Linked DNA regions of Mus musculus: region 1 is linked to region 2. The links are chromatin contacts, called in public Hi-C maps. All regions are on one chromosome and are shown on one strand. Each heading gives the region's core, a stretch centred on a gene start, on an enhancer-like site or on the middle of the called end of the contact. The rest is flanking DNA. Distances are from core to core; before and after follow the strand shown. Region 1 overlaps Dcdc5 (doublecortin domain containing 5). Region 2 holds the start of Dcdc5 (doublecortin domain containing 5).

The links. Hi-C and Micro-C count contacts between places; a contact is called where the count stands out from the background.
Region 1: a contact with region 2 is called in a Hi-C map of olfactory sensory neurons, with 4 times the contacts expected there. The contact joins the enhancer-like site here to the promoter of Dcdc5 in region 2. A contact is called at or near these places in 10 of 484 Hi-C or Micro-C datasets (cerebellar granule neurons, cerebellum, cerebral cortex and 4 more).

The regions. Positions count from the first base shown.
Region 1 is chr2:106,318,158-106,324,907 of GRCm38.p6, reverse strand. All of the region lies in intron 6 of Dcdc5 (doublecortin domain containing 5), which reads right to left. Among named protein-coding and RNA genes, the nearest start is that of Gm36036, 88 kb to the left of the region's middle. Within about 2 kb of position 4,322, at least 1 of the 459 cell types and tissues checked has an H3K27ac peak or open chromatin away from gene starts, as enhancers often do. A contact at or near this core is called in olfactory sensory neurons, where this site is marked.
Region 2 is chr2:106,079,315-106,085,641 of GRCm38.p6, reverse strand. It overlaps Dcdc5 (doublecortin domain containing 5), which reads right to left and starts at 4,643. Exons shown (of 24, transcript NM_177844.2): 1 at 4,402-4,643.

The DNA.
Region 1 (6,750 bases), core at 3,073-5,572, 240 kb before region 2:
CATTGTGTTCTTACTAGAATGTTCATTGACTTGATGTCACACCTAACGTTGCCTAGGAATAAACTGTTTCACAGATGAGAAGCTGTAACAGTGAACCACAAGATCCTCTTTTCTAACATTATACAGCATCACAAGAAGTACTGGCTTGCCAGAATACAGAAGTGATATTGAAATCTGAACAAAAGGTCTAGGTTATAGAAACACTTAAATGAATAAAACACCCATGGGAGGAGTTACAGAGACAAAGTTTAGAGCTAAGACAAAAGGATGGACCATCTAGAGACTGGCATACCCGGGAATCCATCCCATAATCAGCCTCCAAACGCTGACACCATTGCATACACTAGCAAGATTTTGCTGAAAGGATCCAGATATAGCTGTCTCTTGCGAGGCTATGCCGGGGCCTAGCAAACACAGAAGTGAATGCTCACAGTCAGCTATTGGATGGATCACAGGGGAGCTAGAGAAAGTACCCAAGGAGCTAAAGGGGTCTGCAACCCTATAGGTGGAACAACAATATGAACTAACCAGTACCCCCCAGAGCTCATGTCTCTAGCTGCATATGTATCAGAAGATGACCTAGTTGGCCATCATTGGAAAGAGAGGCCCATTGGTCTTGCAAACTTTATATGCTTCAGTACAGGGGAACGCCAGGGCCAAGAAGTAGGAGTGGGGGGGGGCAGTAGGGGGGAGGGTATGGGGAGTTAGGATAGCATTGGAAATGTAAATGAAGAAAATACCTAATTTGAAAAAAGAAGCACTTAAATGCATATATATATATGTGTGTGTGTGTGTGTGTGTGTGTGTGTGTATGTATATAGTGACTGAGTAAGGTCTGGTGTCCAGAAACCAACAGGAGAAGAAGGCTGGCCCTTACTTCCCCTGGCTCACTTCAGAATTCACCCTCTTGCTCACAAAGCCTCAGGTTTGTGAGACTGATTTCACTGTGGGAACACTTCTACCTAGGGATACAGAAGTCTGATCTAATGTATAGAAGCTTTAGTTAGTAGTGTTAGTAGTGTTGGCTATTCTGAACATCTTAGGGTATTAGATTTGCAGGCCAATGGGACTGCCATCAATGGAGAGTAACTATCCTTAGCCATGAGAACTAAAAATTGTTCCTATGCTGCAAAGATGACGGAATGAAACCAGGAGCTGTAGGACCTTTTGTTCCCAGAAGAAAAAAAAAAAAAGTACTGTAGCAGTGAGAATCCGATAAGGCTGGAAATGAAGGGCTGGTACTTACCAAGGACAAAGCCATTAGAAAAGCAGCCCATGCTTGTCAAAAACATTGGCCCAAATATATTTTAAATGAATGGAGAAAGGACATCAGTGTTGATCCAATAGAGTCCAAGGATTCATGGAAACGGTGAGGATTGAGGTTGGATTTTTTAATTGCCACATCTTTTCATGGCTTCAGGATTGGCCCAACTGAGGCTAGAAGCTGCAGTCCCCTCCCCCAGCCCACCATACCAGAATCTCAGCATACACTTGGACAGTTATTGCAAATACCTCAATCATGAAGGCAGGGGCCTTGGTATACTGCTGGATCAAGGAAGTCTAACAAATCTCAGTAGGATTAGACTCCATAGGAGAACAGGTTTGTCTTCAGGCCATAAATAGCCAGGGAGGAGTGAAGAAAGCTATGGTGGACAGTTTCTGCATGTGCTGTCAACACCCATAAATAGACCAGAGGATGGCTTTACCATCCCTCTGAGCCTCATCCTGGGGGGTGGGGAAGGCTCTACATTTTTGCCATGGTTCTGAGGCTAGGATCCTTGGTATGGCTCTGCTCATGCCAACAGTACACCATACTCACTAAGAACATCAATCACTCAGGTTTTCTGCTGCTCCCCCACAGCCAATCTTTTTGAGCCATTTTTATGGTAATCCAATGTATGGTATCACTAAAGTTATAGAGCAGCAGTCACATCTTTTCTTGAAGCAGCATTGAGGGTTCCTCTAATCCTGTGTATGTCTGGATATCCTAGAAGCCCAAGTGAGTATGAGGTGGGATGAATGCTGCTCAGTTTACATGCCTTTGCAAACTCACATGGCTTTGTATTGTTCTGAGTGTACAAGCTAAAAAGTTTGTCCAGGCCACCATTTTGGTCATCAAATTTTCTAACAAAGCCAAGTTCCTCACTTGTTTTATGAGACAGAAACAAAGCATTGGTACCAACTTCTTGTATCCACTAAAACAGGTGCCAGGGCGAGTTCCTTTCCTGTTGCTGACCACCCAACCACTATTTGGGGCTGAGATGAGATATCACCATATGAGGAATGAGCTATGGAATTATCATCATTAGCTAGGAGTTCTTGGAAAATATAATAATATAATTCATGAGGGCAAGACAGTGACTTCAGTGGCAAACTTTAATCAGAAACTGAAACCCAGAAGATGCTGCTAAGTAAATGCCCTCCTCTTCTCACCAAGACATATGGGTTATAAAAACCTGGACAGAATGTGGACAGAATGAGTTTACTTATAAACTACAGGCAAATCTATAACATACTCTCTAGTACTTTATTTCTCTATTCTAGGCTCAATTGTATTTTTTTCTTTTTCCATTTACTGATATTGTACCTTCTAAAAACCCTTCAGCATAGATTAAACCTGAGGCATAGTTCTAGTGAGGTGGCTCAGCAGGGGAAAGCATGTGTCACCAAGCTTAATGATCTGAATTCAATCCCCAGGACCTATTCAGTAGAGGGAGAGAATTGACTCCTTAAAAGTCAAGGTAGCACAACACAACACACACACACACACCATATTCTCAGCACTTGAATATATAAACATTTCTGAATGCTATTATTTGATAGGAAAGTAGAATCAAGGCACCAAAACAGGTGTACCCACTATTGAACTCTTTAGGTGCCCATATTCTCAAGTAAGATCTATTGCTATTAAAAAGTCTAAACGGAGTCTATCGCTCTTAGTCATGTTGTATACCGGGTAGAGGATTGGATCTTTGCTGTGGTTTAGAAGTAAAAGATCTGTAAAGATCATGGTGGCTTATTTGACCTACTTGGTACACTTGAGCCACATGGTACCCTTGACCCACTTGGTACACTCAACCCACTTGGTACACTTGATGGTGGTGCTGTTTTTGGAGGTTAGAGAGCCTTTGAAATAGCCCTAGGTAGGAACAAAGGGAAAGGTCCTGGAGGTTCTCTCTACTGCTGTGATGGAAACAGCTGCACGTGCCTACCACACACTGACTCCTCTCACTGGCACACATCCCACTGAGGTGGACTGACAGCCTCTGGAAGAGACCAAACTGACTACTCCACCCTTAACATTGCTTCTATTGGGTGTTTAGTCACAGCTACAAAAGGTAAGCAATACTGAAAAAATGGGGTCATTGGTTAACCTGACAAGTGTTTATAGGCATCTGGAATCAGTTTGTGCCAGGAATTTGATAGTACATGAAGCTGCAGTCCAGAAGAGCTCTGAAATGCTGAGCTTTGTGGGCCTTTGTGGTACGATTCTAGATTTCCAGAAGACCAAGAGAAATGTGATCATTCAAGGCCTAGCTTATGAGGTTTGAGTCTACAGACAACTGGTCTAGACCAGAGGCTGTGTGACAACCTGACAAGGAATCTACATATACTTTCTGTGCTGAGGTTTTGAATAAGGCTGAAATTGCTTTTCTTCTGAGGTGTGACTCCTGATAGGTGTGCCCGTGCTCTAGCAGATGGCCCCACAGCCATGACCATGAGGGCAGAATTCACTAAACTCAGTCAGTAATATAAAAGAAGACATGAAGTTGGGAAAGTGTGTGTATCAGGGCAGCAGGGAGAATTGGGAAGATATGATCAAACTACATTGTATAGTGTATGAAATTGTCACAGTGTATTTACGTGTGTGTGTGTGTGTGTGTGTGTGTGTGTTTGTAAAATAATGAACTAATTTATTTTCTGGCAAAATTTCCAAGGCAGCAAACCCTCTAGGCTGTAGTGTGGTTACTCTGTACATTTAGCATGTTAATCATGAGAATGGTAGGAGGAGATAGAGCAGAAAGCTAAGAAAGTGGAGGTGTTTGGTAAGGAAAGAAGTATGAATGTGGTCAGAGTTGCAGATGTAGACAAGGAAAGTTGGCAAAGTGATCAATTGTTAAAGTGATCAGGCACATTAGAGATAGACCAAGCACTTGCTCTGGGTAAACAGGGAAGGTGTGTCATTGAGGACAAGATCTCACCAACCAACAGAGCAAACATGCAAACTGATTTGAAGAACTTTCACTTTAAAGGAGACTCTGGGGAAATATAGAGCTGCAGAGGTGTTGTGTTCCAAAGGAGCTACCTAGGGCCCTCCCCAGGGATGGACAGAACCTGCTGCAGCCATGATGAAAGGGGACGGGGCTATGCCTGGGCAGGCAGGGAGAAAGAAAGCAAGATGGCATGGCATTGTTGAGGCACACACCAACGGTTCTGAAAGAAGACACTGTGGGCTGGACTGTGTAGCAGAGCTGGATTCCCTAAGAGAATCCTTGGAGGCCAGTGTGTAGAGATGTGAGAGTGAAGCCCAAGACACCCTGGAGACCCCTGAGGTGTTGGAGAGGTCAGGATGGGAACAGAACATTTGTCTGAGCAAACAGCAAACTGAGGAAAGTTAGCCCAAGAGAGAACCCATGGGCGCTGCCCGGGCCTGGGGCCCGGCTTCACACGTGACTGGAATACTGCTGACTTCCAGAAGCCCTAGATACCAGACACAGAATCCCAGGGCTTGACGCTTACTTTGCTGAGTTTAATTTTTTTTTTTTTTTTGGTTGGATCTTTCTACTGTCCTATTCTTCCCTTCTGAAATGGGGAATTCTGTAGCACTGTATATTGCAAGTATTTCATTTTAATGTTTTTTCTTTAGAGTTCAAAGGGACTCATAGTTAAGAGATTGCATCAAGTTTCAGTAGAGACTTTGAAGTTTTGAATAGAATCGGTTGTGAAATGTTAAGAATATGGGGACTTGCCTTTAATCCCAGCACTTGGGAGGCAGAGGCAGGTGGATTTCTGGGTTCGAGGCCAGCCTGGTCTACAGAGTGAGTTCCAGGACAGCCAGGGCTATACAGAGAAACCCTGTCTCAAAAAACAAAAAAAAAAAAATAAGAAAAGAAAATGAGGACTTATGGACTTGGATAGAATGTACTTTGCTATAAATGATGGCCATGAGCATATGGAGGCCAGTATAGAATGTATAGATTGGATGTTGAATGTCTCCCACAGATTAATGTGTCTATATAATTGGTCCCTAGCAAGTAGTGCTTGTTTGGGATATTGTGGGAACATCCAGACATGCTCCTAACTGAAGAATATAGTACCATAGGAGCAGGTCTTGAAGGCTGTAAGCCAGCTCCTTATTTGGCCTCTCTACTTCTAGTCTGTCACTGTGATGCTACTAGCCACATGTTTCTGCCACCACTGGGTGACCTGCTCCTGACACTGTGCTGTCCCTGCCTGAGTGGACTACTATCTTCTGGAAAGTGAGTCAGAAATCGGCTTCCATCTCCCGCTCCCTGAATTGTTTATGTCACATCTTTTGCTCAAGTGAAGAGAACATTGAGAAGCATTATCTAATCTTCAGGTGTGAAGACTCAAATACAGAACCCGAACCTCACATATGTAAGGAACTTATATTATATACATGCTTGGATCTAACAACAACAAAATCCACTTCCTAGCCAATTTCTCAAATTTTTTCAAGAAAGAATCAGATTTATCGTTCTGGTTATAGTGCCTCTGTGACTTCAACTCATTAGGATGTCTTTAAAATGAGCTGGTCAAGTTCAGCATACACTGTTCAACATTCACACAGAGCAGACACCATTAGACTGCAGAGTTCTAGCGCAGCATGAGCTTTTATGTAAAAGCAATAGACCTCTTAATATGCTGCATTATAAATGAAGCGCTGACAGACCCTTAGCTGTAATGGCACTAGCAAGCCCAGCTATAATGACAGTACATGTGCATAACATAAATTAGAACATAGCATTAGAAAGTTCTCAGATCCTTATTCTCAACAGCTAGCACTAGGTGGAGACAGTGTCTTGTACAAAACTCACAACAGGCTTTTCCTTGCCTGGAAAGCTCCTATTTAACAGCTTCCATTCTTTTTCTTCAGTGTAAAGCAGGGTACTGCATTTCTAATAAAAGCATTATTTAAAACAAATATCTGAGATGTAGAAGAACCAAGCTGAAAATATACAGTAAGGCATAAACTCCACATGGCAACTCATTCTATGAGGACTATTTAACTATTTTTGACAAAATTCTACTTAAAATGCTTTGATGATTGTCTTCTCCATCCATAAAAACATGGCTGAAGTTATAATATTCTTCCTGTTTTGTCTGAACCAAAAGCAACAGAAAATAAGGTTAGTCCTTAATATTTTTGGTTGAATGGTATCTTCTTTTAGAAATACAGTTCAATATTGACTCTGTTAATTCTAATCTGATCATTTTAGGCATAACACCAACATAATGCCCTATTGAATGCATCTGATGAAGACACAGAAAGTGGTAACACTTTACATGGTGTTTTCAGAGTCTTTGGTAAAGCTATGATATTGTGGCCAACTCTAGATATATGTGTGAGACTGTATGCATCAAGATAGGAAGGTATTATTTGACACTCTTGGGATTTAGTTACAAACTAAAACAGACCAGAATGTACCCTAGTTGAAAGAATTTTCTCTTGAAACTCTCTTGGGATACAATAACATTTCTCAAGCAGTGTAATGAACATAGTAATAA
Region 2 (6,327 bases), core at 3,394-5,893:
GAGCCAAATGAAATGCTTGGTCTCTTAGCAGTAGTAAAGCTAACAGATGCTTTCAGCTGACCTAAAACATAGGACCTAAAATGCTTTCAAACAGCTTATGAAAATAAAATATTAAATTCTTTTCTCTTTTCATAATGAACAAATTTCTGCCAGCACTAAAGTAATTCAAAAATATTTTGAGTCGAATCATTTCTGATAAGAACAATGTTGTTATATTTAATATCTAATTATGAAACATATTGAAAGTATGGGTAAAGTCATTTGGTTTTAGCTCATAAATTTTTTAAATCTAAAAGACTGTGGAAATCTTAATTTAGATATTAACAAAATATGTTTCAGTTTTGAACTGTGAAACCTGTGCATACTGATATTATCTGATTTTTTTTTCTTTAATAGTATAGCCGTAAAGCAAACCCACAATAGAGTTGCAATTTGAACAGTGAAATATGAGTTTTTAAATAGAAATTCAGTGTTTGGATTTCTCAACCCAATGTATCAAATATTAAGCTTAAAAAATACGTGTAAATACACTGACGAAGGTTACTTTGCTTAAATTGCTTTCTTTAAAAAACAACAAGCCTACCAAACAAAAACTACATACAAAAATATTTAAATTGCCCAGACCAAAATCATGTAGCTCTCAACTTGACTAGGTAATGAGCTGATATAAATAACCCAAGCACTCATTTTCCAAATCAAACTAAAGAGATAAAGTGTTTTGTGCACTTTCAGACATAAAAACAAACTGCTGGTGTTTTTCAACTGTTCAGGTGAAGTTTAGGAATAGCCTCTAGTGCCTAAGACATGTTTGAGAGTTATTATTATTATTATTATTATTATTATTATTATTATTATTCATTTTGTTTTACATAAGCTAAAATTTAACTCCAAGTTGATCATCCTTTTCCAAAGTGCTATAATGTAGGAGGAGGACTGAGAGTCCCACTGTATCTCAAAGTTACAGAGTAAAACAGAAGCCGACAGGCCAGGGTGAAGGCAGCCAGTGGGGGTGGTGCAGCCAATTCTTGGCTTCCTGTCTGACACTCATGCGTGACTGTAGAAGCTCTAACAACTGAGATGGGTCGTTAAAAGTATTAAATGATTAAAAATGAGAGTTTATGAGCCCTTTTCAAAACCAATGTTTTTAATAAAAAATAAATTGCTATACATTAATTATGTAAAAATCTCTAGGAACTTTGTTAGTTTTAGGAGCAGAAAAATCAAAGAAATTGTCTAAATCAGGACGAGCAGCTTCCAGTGATGAAGTTCCCCTCAAATCATGCTTGTACCTCACACTGCCGATCAGTTCGCCCAAGCCCTAATTACTGTAACTGCCTGGCGCCCTTCCACGGAGGTTTTTTTTTTTTTCTTTCTTTCTTTTTTTTTTTTTCTTTCATTTTTTACAGTATTTCTGAACAGACTGACATATTTTGTTTACTGACAGCAACTAAAGCTCTGTGTAGGATCATAAATAAAGAAGATCGTGTTTAAAAATCACTAATATCATTTTAAGAGGTACTGCAGCCTTGTGTTTTGGCCTCTGTTTGGCTGTGTTAGCCATGAATGACAGCTTCCCTGCTTGAAGCACACAGAAAGCACAGCCTTGCTCATTCACTGACAGGACTGTGGCCTTTTCACACGTTCCTTCCACAGCAGTGTTTGTCCCCAAACACTGGAACTCGACACAATGGCATTCCTACTCTAACACCCCCACCAACAGCACCAGTACATAACAAGAATGCTAATGAGCTGGAGCTGGCCCTCATGAAAGTGTTAACTACATTTCATAGAAAAGTGGTTATGCTGTTCCAAAGATTACCAATTAAACAGATTTCTGCTTAGCTCTCAGCAATTTCCAAGATGTTTCCACTCTTGACAAAATACACGTGATAAATGTAAGGCTAAGCGACTTTAAGCTGTCCTAAATATAATATCTCATTTGAACACTCACGAAGCAGTATATATTTAAGATCACTGTAAAGTAATGTGCTTAATTCAGCCCCAGGCTGTAATAGCCAAGCTAAAATTTAAAATGAAAAAAAAAAAATTACTAGGGTCATAAATACAAAACCAGTAGCCCTGACTTTTCCTTTAAAGTTGCAATGTAACGATTTGTTTAAGAGACCTTCCTTTGGGCTTCTAGAATTTTTAAACCCATTATAGTTTAACAGACAACAAAACAATATGGTTTTCCTATGGGATGTCAAAAGTAGACTAAACGGAACTGATGTCAAAGTGATCCGGTCCTACAATTTTATAATCTTAAGAATTGTTAACAAAACAAGAGCCGCCCCTCGTCCACGTTTCACCTGTCTGGTGATTCCTGAACAGGGTGAGACAGAAAACTAAACAGAACCAGCTTTCTGGAAGGCCGAGTGAAGTAGTGCAGCTCAATGAATGCTCATTAATGCCGAGGGGGACACTCATAAGATAAAGATGTGGCCAGGCTTGCCAATGGCCAGAGGTGGCATTGTAACAGTGCCACTGCAGTGAGTTTTAAAAACATCGAAGCCATGGAAAGAGGACCCAAGTGCATATAATTAAACATGCGTGACTAAAGAAAATAGAATTTTTTGCAAACTTATGGCATTCCTCCTTGCTTTCATCCCTGTACTTCAGCTTACCTATAGCATGATGAAGCTTAACATTGTTACAATGCAGTAAGGCATAGAGGTAGAGAAAGTAGCAGAGAAACGAGACGTTTAAGGATTCTTAAACTTAGCATAATATTGAAATGCTTATAGAGTAGTTAAACGAACAATCTGCAACTAACTAAAAATGTAAAGTTTTGCTCATATTTACATCTAAGATTTAATAAATTATACTTGACAGCATTTTGAGTAATGACCTCTTTAAATTAAAGCAGCAATCCTCAAGGCATTTTTGCCACAGTGAACTGAACTCCTGAGTTTAGCATTTGTTTAGAGTGGCAGAAATAAGAGGCGTTGGCCCTTATTGTCCGGATGTCTTCTGTCTCACCAACCCTCACTTTTAATAAAACTTAGAAAGTGCTTATCTCCAGATTTTATTTAAACAGTGCTTTTCTTGAAATTACAATAAAAGCCATATGCTATTTTTTAACATTGAAAATAACTTAAAACCCTTCACTTAGTGAAACACAACTACAAATAAATTTAATTCAGAAAGGCATCATTTATTTTATAAAATCATTATATATTGAACATTAATATTTAAATATTAAACAATTAAAAGAACAAAAATTTTCTTATACTGGTTTTTGTATATGCTGGCCTAGTAGAACATTGGAACAGTCTGGATTTTTAATCAAATTGTCTATAGTAGTTATTAATCCTCTCTGAATCACTATATCTCATTAAAAGAAACTAAGTACACTTTCCCTAAAAATAAAGTCTGAGACGTCCCTGGAAGTTCCAAGAGCTTTGATGAACTTTCTTCTGCCCATCGTGTGTTGCAGTTCTCCGAGTGGACAGCAGGAGGTGCTGTGTGAACACCGAGCCTGTCATCTGGAGCCCAGCTCCCTCCAGTTTTCTGTGTGCAGTGAATAGTGAGACGCTTTCAAAATATTCATTTATCAGCGGCCGGTGGCCTGAGATAATGAGCCAAATTCTAAAATGGAACCTCCAAGTTTACAATGTAAACCCCACCCTTATTTAACACAAAGGTTGGCTTCTCTTAAGTGTTATGTTGGAAGATTTTTTTTTTAATGGTACAACCTTTTTTTTTTGTAATTATCCAAACTGCAACATTCTGGTTACAATATAAATCCTTTTTTAAGTCAATCAAATGTCCCAAAACTAATTACAAAACCATATGTCTTTACCTTCACACATACATGTGTGTGTGTATAAATAAACATACAACTATAGAATAAATGCACAGAGATTAAAAGGTAAAATCTAATTTAATTTAGTCAAATACATTAATTCAACTATACTCTGGATCCTGAAATACACAAGTTAAATAAGTATAATGGAATTAAGTTCTCTTGAGGAGAAGTTAGTTCACGATTCATTTCTGTAGAATCTGATTTGCTTTTAGACCCATTTCTACAATAGTGAGGTGAGTTTACACCAGAGGAAAAATGAGGAGTCTCAGCCTTCAGAGGAGTGCAGATGAATTCATTTCCTTCGTTGGTGTTACTGACTCTGGAATAACCATGTAAGGATCTGCTTTTCCTCTGCAGAGTGAGCAGTGAGGAAAGATGAGGCAGATGACACTCCATACCAAAAGACAGACACAATCAGCCCCTTTCTTGCTGCCTTTGAGATTCCAGAGCATTTTTGGCTCCCTTAGAGGCGCTGAGCTCACAAAACATGTCACGGTTCTTTTATGACACAATGCCAATCATTGCGTCTATAGAACCAAATACATCTGAAAAAATATATATAATACAGTACTTTTTAAAAAGGGATGGCTTACCTGCTTGTAATAATATTTTTGCAGACTTTAACCGTTGATACAAGGCCCCAAGAACTCCTTGCCCGTGCATCTTAGCCCCCAAGGGTCTGAAACCTTCTCCCTTAGAGACCCAAAGTGGTCCCCTCAAAGGACTGATGGAATTTTGCAGGCATTTTTCAAGCAGAGAAACTACTGGAGAGAAAAGGGGGAAGGATTCCTTTGACCCAACTGAGATACGCTGTCTGGAATGCAGCCTCGAGACTAGAGCTAACTCTTAACATCTATTATTTATGTCTGACCTGGGTTAAGTCTTAGCGAGGCAATTCCTGCGTTACCAGTGGCCACCAGGAAGGATGTATTTATATTGCGACATCCCCCCCCATGCAAGTCTCATAAGCTGTGTGAGCACACCTGAATAGTTCTGAAGTGTGCCTAACTAGCTGCATGGAGTGTCATGGTGTGCACTGATTGCCTTATCTTCTCATTTATCACAGATGAGTTGGAACCAGCCTTGCCGAAAACCTACTTGCATTGTCCTGATAAAAACTGTACGATCCATGATGTTTCAGTGTCCTGCGTCCTGTAGAGGAGTCCGTGTACCCAAAATATCACATCTGGAAATTATTTATAAAGTATGATCCACACCTTTATAATAAGCCTTCCTACCCCAGGCCCATCATTGGTATTCGTTAAAGCAACCCACGACACAGGGTGACAAGATTGTTTAAATAGAAAAGAGGAGAATGTTAAGCAAGGATTTTCTCATGCCTTTGTGTTCCCAAGTCCCCAGAATATTTAAGCTAGTGGTGGATTCAGGAATGCTATCCCAGCAGGGGCTGTGGAAGGATATTTACTTGTGGGCCTGTCATGTAACATCCATGTGGACTTGACAGATATGTTTATACACTTTGCACATGCTTAGCTGATACAGTCTTTCTAGTGTAAAATACTCAAATGACATGGCAGCTAGGTAATGTTTTCTGAAATTTAGTTTTCCCCTGAAAAGCCAGAAATAAATAACAAAATCTTGGGGCCCAGAAAAAAAAATGAATACATATCACTTTTATTTAACATGGTCTTTTCTTAAATGTATGTAGATCCCAAAGATAAACATGCAAGATAGATAGAGATCCTAGCAATATTATTCTTACACATATTTCTGCAAGGAAAATGAATTAAGCAGATCACAAGCTAAGGGCGTAGGTCTGTGCCCTTGGTTATGTTATATGTTGCATATTTTATGCAAAGAAGCCCAGCACTGAAATGGAATTGCAATCAAGCACAGCTGAGCTACTGAGAGGTTGAGCTATGCAAATGGCCTTTGCTACCTGTGTTCTCCTAAATCTTACTTTCAGCTAAGAAAACTTGCAGTTTAGGACACCTGGTTCTCCAGCTCCCTACCAAAGCCAAACTTAAAGTCTGGTGTGTTCGCTGCTTAGAAAAACGTTGGAGATTAAGAGGTTAAGATTTCCTACTGCTATGAGTAAAATCAAAAACATAAGCGTGATGTGACGACATCTGTGCAGAATTCTGTCATCCAGTTGGAGAAACTAACGCCTGAAATTCTAACAAGCCCACTTTTATACACACAGAGAAACTACTTTTCTCTATATGTTTTAAGTAAATAGGTGTCTTACACTTTCATATGTATAATAGATATTTATATTTTTATATTTACATATTTATATATTTTTATATTTATATAATATTTCTACCATATTATATATGTAAAATATAATATACATGACATTGTATATACTATAGAAGAAATAATAATAATTTTATTTAATAATAATATTTCAAAAATAAAATGGGTAAGACAAGTCAGTTTTGATGACAGTTGTGTACAACTAAACCCAGTTTAGAATCATAAGCATTTTCAGTTTGCTGACACAATATCCATAGGTTACTACATATTTGGTTTTGATTTATACAGATTTAATTGTT